Linked DNA regions of Rattus norvegicus: region 1 is linked to region 2. The links are chromatin contacts, called in public Hi-C maps. All regions are on one chromosome and are shown on one strand. The core of a region is the stretch at or near the end of the contact, and the rest is flanking DNA. Distances in the headings are between cores, read along the strand shown.

Region 1 (2,784 bases), core at 33-2,532, 59 kb before region 2:
CTCTTAAGACCTTGCTTCTCAACCTTCCTAATGCTGTGACCCTTTAATACAGTTTCTCACGTTTTGGTGACCTCCTTATCCCAATCATAAAATTATTTTTGCTGCTATTTCATACCTGCAATTTTGCCACTGTCTTAAATATCTGATATGTGACCCCTGAGAAAGTCGTTTGACACCCTCCCCTCAGGAGTCTCGTCTAGTTTCTCCATTATGCCAGGCTTGTTCAAGGTCCCAAAGCACTCCTTGAAGATAGTTTCAAGTTACAACGTTGATTCACTCTTGGATGTACAGTGACCACAATTTCAAGCTGAGAGACACTAATGCTGCTATAGTCGCATTTGAGGAGCTGAAGAGATTTGTTCTCTACTTCTTGGGAAGACAAGTCTATCCTGGTCACTCTGTGTCCGGCTGAGGAAAAATAACCATCTAAGCCTTTTCGTATTAATTTTTTAAAATTATAAAAGTTAAAAATAAAACTAGAAGCAAGCAGAAAGAGAAAAAAACCCCACAATTTCACAAACCACTGGAACACAGGGTGAACACCTTGGTTAATTTATTCTATCTGTCCTCTCTGTGTCTCTCTATACATCATAATTTTAAAGGAAACGGACTTTGTGATTTGTTCTCCTGTGTCCTTCACAGTGGCAACTAGGATAATTTTCACTTTGTACCCTGCCATCCCAACATCCCCCAGCACATGTAAATACAGGGGATGCATAAGTGACTTAATTCCAGGGTATGATAGAAAGATACACAAATGAATGAATGTATGTATGAAGCAAGTCACCCATACAGTGGGTCTTGGTGAGGCAGGTCTTTAATCCCTGTACTGAAGGAGGCGGATTAATTTGAGTTTGGGCCCAGCCTGGTCTACCTAGTGTGATGCTGTCTCGAAAAAAAAATTTAGTGCAATAGGCACACCCACTTTGCTGTCCATCTTTCTGGAAGAATGGTTTCCTAAATTCAAATGACTGGCATCCGTTCTGCCACCCTTAGGGCTGGATCCACGCCTGGTAACCTCCAGGACCCAGCCCGTGGTCCAGGAGGGACGCTGAGAAGACTCAGAGGCCTCATGCCAGCAGACGCCTGGTCTCCATGCCGCCTCATCGGTCTTCAGAGCCGGGCCAAGATTCTGGGGCAGTCGGGGGTGTCCTCTGCGCCTCTTGCACGCGGACCCCACCACAGCCCCGCGCGCGCCCCCATCCCGCGCCCGAGGTGCGGACACCCAGGAGCCGGGTGGAGAGCTCCGCCGCGCCGTCCCCCAGTGATGACGCGCTTCCTGCCCTCCCGGCGCTCGCGGGCCGTGCGCTCGCGCTCGCCCTCGGCTCCGGTTCCGCGCCCGGAGCCAGCAGCAGCGGCGGCGGCGGCGGCAGCGGCGGCGGCGGCGCAGCGTGAGCGGAGCTGGCTGCACTCGGGGGCTGGCGCTCCGCAATGAGACAGTAGCTGCATCCCCGCGGTAAGGCGCGGCGCGTGGCGCTGCCCAGCTCTCCAGCCTGCATGCGCGCTGCAGGGATTTTTCAGTGCCTTTTCCCTCCCCTCTCTAGAAGGAATATGTGGGTGGTTTTCTTCTCGGGTTTGCATCTCGTAAGTGATGTCAATGTAGAAAAACCCTGTCAAGCTTCTAGATTTCATTGCCTATCCTAGGTTTTTGGTGTTTGTTTTTCTTCTTTGCAAGAAAAGAAAAATAAATTGCAATGAATGCACCTGTCTATTGCACATGTAGGTTTCGCTGCACTCAAGCCGGGTGCTGGGGTTTGCAAACAGTCTTGCAGCCGGAGTCCGAGAGCTGATCCCTAGCCTTAGGCAGCTGATCCCTTCTCGGGCTCAGTCCTCGGGTTTCCGGTAACGGGGTCGGAAAAGCGGCCGGGTCTGCACCGAGGAGCCCCCTGGACTCGGGCGGTGACCCCGGCGCCGACTGTGTTGGCTGAGAGCAGAGCGGCTTCATTCCAACACTGGCTGCCCCTACTTCAAGCGCCACTTTGCAAACAAGTCTCCCGCCTCGGCTTGTGGAGAAGACACTCCGGGCTGCCTCCTAGCCCCCGACTCTGAGACCTGCGGGTTGCTGGACTCCCCCTTTCCCTGGCTGTCTTGCCCATAACCAGCTGCCGGCCGAGGACCGCTTAGGGATAGCGCGGGGCGGAGAGCGAGGGCAGGGTTTGGACCCAGTGCGGCGGCCTCTAGTCTCCTTCCCCGACCCTCAGGAGCCGAGATTTCGCGCCGGCGGGGATCGGGAGGGATATGGAGCCTGGCTTTTCGGGGCCCAAGGAACGACGTTCAAGGGCGCCATATTTTCAGTGGGTTTTTACAGAGGCTAAGGGGGCGCCCACTTTCCGAAGCCCCCCGGGAAAGCCTGAGCGATTGTCGTTGGGAAAGTTTGCGCGCCGGGGCGAGCTAAAAGGTGGATGTCCCCACAAGGGCGCGCGGACTGCATCGCGTCACCCAGGTCTAGGCTGGGTCTGTGGGGGGTGGGGGAAAGCGGTGCAGGGGACCGATGCACGTGGCTCGCGGGTGTCACAGTGCAGGGGAGTCATAGCACTTGGGGCAGTTTGGCGCTGAGCACACGCCCCTCTTTTCCCCAAGCTACTGCTGCCAGCGCTCCGCCGGAGCTGTGCGCACCGCCTCTCCCTGGCCCGCGCACGTTGCTGAGCGTTTTCTTCAGTAACCCCCAGCCCCCAGCACTGGGGATCGCGGGGTGCTCCACCTGGCGCGGGAGCTCACTCCAGGCTGGAGAGGAAGCGAGTCGGTTCGTAGATGGGCCAAGGGCCTGGCTTATGTGGATCAGCC
Region 2 (2,894 bases), core at 256-2,755:
GGTCAGACTGGCAGAGGTTCTTACAGATGTGCCCGCAGCTGTATGGGAGTGATTGATTCATATTTCTACCTGCACGCCCAGCGTTGGTTGTGAGGTGTCCCTGGGTAAATTTGGAGTGGCCTGTACCTTGTCCCTACTCTGGTTCCTGCATGGCTCTTGCACTAGAGCAAATCTGGAAGGCTTCTGACAGCCCTTGGATGGCCACACCTCCCTTGGGTTCATAGGTGGTGTTTGAGGGTCACTGGTTAACACCCTATGGGGCCACTCTCTGTGGTACCTCTGGCTGCTGTGTGCTGTCCTTCCTCCTGGGCCATTCCTCCTGGCCTCTTCTCATCCCTGCATTTCCTATGGCCCGTCCGCAGAGTCCACTGTCTGTTCTGCCTCACCTTTACTGTCCGGGTGAAGAGGTCTAGCTGGCTCTGTTCCTCTATGGTAGGGAAGCAAACCCTTACCCACTGAAACCCACAGACCTCGTTCCATAAACATTCTATTCAGAATCTCTTGGGCACAGCTACCGGGGAAGTGCAATAGCCCAGCTTCGTTTCTGTGGTGCCTCCCTTCAGAGCCCTAATTAGCTGTAGCCATCTCAGAAGGCCCAAACTCCTTTCGTGCTTTGTGTCTCTGTGCGAGTGCACTTCTGTGCCACGTAGAAGTCTAGAGGATGATCTCGGGCCTTGTTTCTCAGATGGCATCCACCTTTCTTGCAGGGGAGACAGGGCCTCTCATTGGCCTTGCCAGTGAGCCCAAAGATTCTGTCCATCTTCTCTTCTCCAGCACTGGAATTACTTGTTTATGCTACCACGCCTGCTTTAAAAACCAACTCAAATCAAGCTCAGACCACTCAGATTTTAGCTAGGCGTGGTGGGACATGCCTTTAATCCCAGCATTTAGGAAGCAGAGGCAGGTGGATTGTTAAGAGTACAGGATTTAGCTCAGTGGTAGAGTGCTTGCCTAGCAAGCACGAGGCCCTGGGTTCGGTCCCCAGCTCCTAAAAAAAAAAAAAAAAAAAAAAAAAAAAGAAGAGGAAAAAAAAAAGAAAAAAAAAGGAGCAATAAATGTCTACATGTTGAGTTCTAGACCAGCCTTGACTACATAGTGAGACCCTTCACAGACAAGCAAGCAAGCAAGCAAGCAGTCAGTCAGTCAGAGTGTGGGCTTCAGTCAGGTCCAGTGCTTACGAGGCAAACACTTTACCACATGAATTGTCTCCCCAGTCTCTACCCTTTCCTGTCATCTCAGTGTCTTCTGCCCCATAGCTTCCTACTTGCTATCAATGTGGATCAGTAGAGCTATGGCAGGGTGGGGCCCCAGGGGATTTATGTGTTCTCTGGGTTGGCATGTTGTGCAGGCGACTTTGAATTTGACACCCCTGTCACAAAGCCAGTGCCTGGAAACCATGAAACCATTCCTGGTATTCATCATTCAGGTGGTATTTATAGCACTCCCAAGACAAGTTATTGCCAAAGGAGGTAGTGACACTTACTGGACCACGTAGGAGACAGGCAGAGCTGAGCAGACTCTTTTCTCCGGCTAAGTTTAGATTGTTCAGGGCTGTAGGCTCTGAGCTCACTGGGAGAATGCACACGTTCAGGAGTTTCTGGGCCAATTCTGATTCTGCTAAGCGTCTTACTCTCTGGACTGTTTCTAGCTGCTTCTCCCTGCAGTGCCGAGGTCGTTGGCATTGCTGGTACTGGGTTAGCAAGTGGGGCGTGGGAAAGGACCTGATAGTTGGACATTGTGCATGACTGGCTAATTTTCACAGCATGTGAATGCCTGCCTTATAGTCTCACTTGCCCTTGGCATTGTCTATCCCTGGTCAAGGGCAGTCTACATGGGGTTTGCATGAGTCAGCTCAGCCTGCTGTAACAAAACCCCATGGACACAGGAAATACATTTCTTCATGGTTCCAGAGAATGGGCTCTGAGGTCAGAGTGCTAAGGTGTGGCTTTGGTGAGACCCTCTTGCTGGCCTGCAGACTGTTTCCTGTGGTCTCGTGTGACAGAGACCGCCTGTTGCTAGGTAGTTGCATCAGTGTCTTTTAACATAAGACCACTAATTTCATTGTGATGTCCCTGTCATCTGAGCTTCCTATTAGAGACCTCATCTCCCAGCATCCCACACTGGAGTTTAATTAGAGCTTTAACGTAGATGGGTGGCGGGGGAGGCAAACAGTTCAGCACGGAAGGGTTTCTTACCAATCATGAGCTATATATTTTTTCCTTTTAATTTTTATTATGCCAGATTATATGCAAATTTGTAATGTATTTTAAGTACCCCCATACTTCAGTGCCCCCCTCTTTTCCTCCCATTTGTCCTTTCTTTCCAAGATGTCCTTGTATATCTATCATTTTGTGTATATGTAAAGTCTAGGAAACACAAATGACCGGAAGTGGTGTGTGTGTGTGTGTGTGTGTGTGTGTGTGTGTGTGTGTTCACTTAATTCACCTACCATCACTTCCAGTTGTCTCCACTTTTCTGCAAACCCTATGACTTTATTCACGATAGCTGGAAAATAATTTGATCATGTATATACACCACATTTTCCTTATCCATTCCTCAGGGGACAGACACCTAGGTTGGTTCCTTCAACTACAAGCTTGGTGTATCTGGGTCGTGTGCTTGATTTTTAGTTTTCTTGAGGAGCCTCCATGTTGGTTTGTGTCATGGCTGGGCTGTTTTACATTCCCAGCCAAGTGTGTGCATCTTCTCCTTCCATGTCCTGAACACCGTTTGTTTTCCTGATGGCGAATTGCAGATTCTTCACATTGTTACATGTGTCTGTGTGTGCCATGGTGTGCACGTGGCAGTGAGAGGACAGCGTTTGGAAGTCGGTTCTCTCCTTCCACCCTGCTGCGGGAGGGTCTCTTGTTTCTGCTGAGGTTTGGGCTTCAGCC

The links. Hi-C and Micro-C count contacts between places; a contact is called where the count stands out from the background.
Region 1: a Hi-C map of Schwann cells shows a contact between it and region 2, with 4 times the contacts expected there. The contact joins the promoter of Tln2 here to the enhancer-like site in region 2. A contact is called at or near these places in 4 of 12 Hi-C or Micro-C datasets (the A7r5 cell line, the Rat2 cell line, Schwann cells and 1 more).

Annotation. Positions count from the first base shown.
Region 1 is chr8:77,131,859-77,134,642 of GRCr8, reverse strand. It overlaps Tln2 (talin 2), which reads left to right and starts at 1,282. Exons shown (of 59, transcript NM_001419941.1): 1 at 1,282-1,456.
Region 2 is chr8:77,072,997-77,075,890 of GRCr8, reverse strand. The region is part of intron 1 of Tln2 (talin 2); the gene reads left to right. Among named protein-coding and RNA genes, the nearest start is that of Tln2, 59 kb to the left of the region's middle. Within about 2 kb of position 1,505, at least 25 of the 93 cell types and tissues checked have an H3K27ac peak or open chromatin away from gene starts, as enhancers often do. A contact at or near this core is called in the A7r5 cell line and Schwann cells, where this site is marked.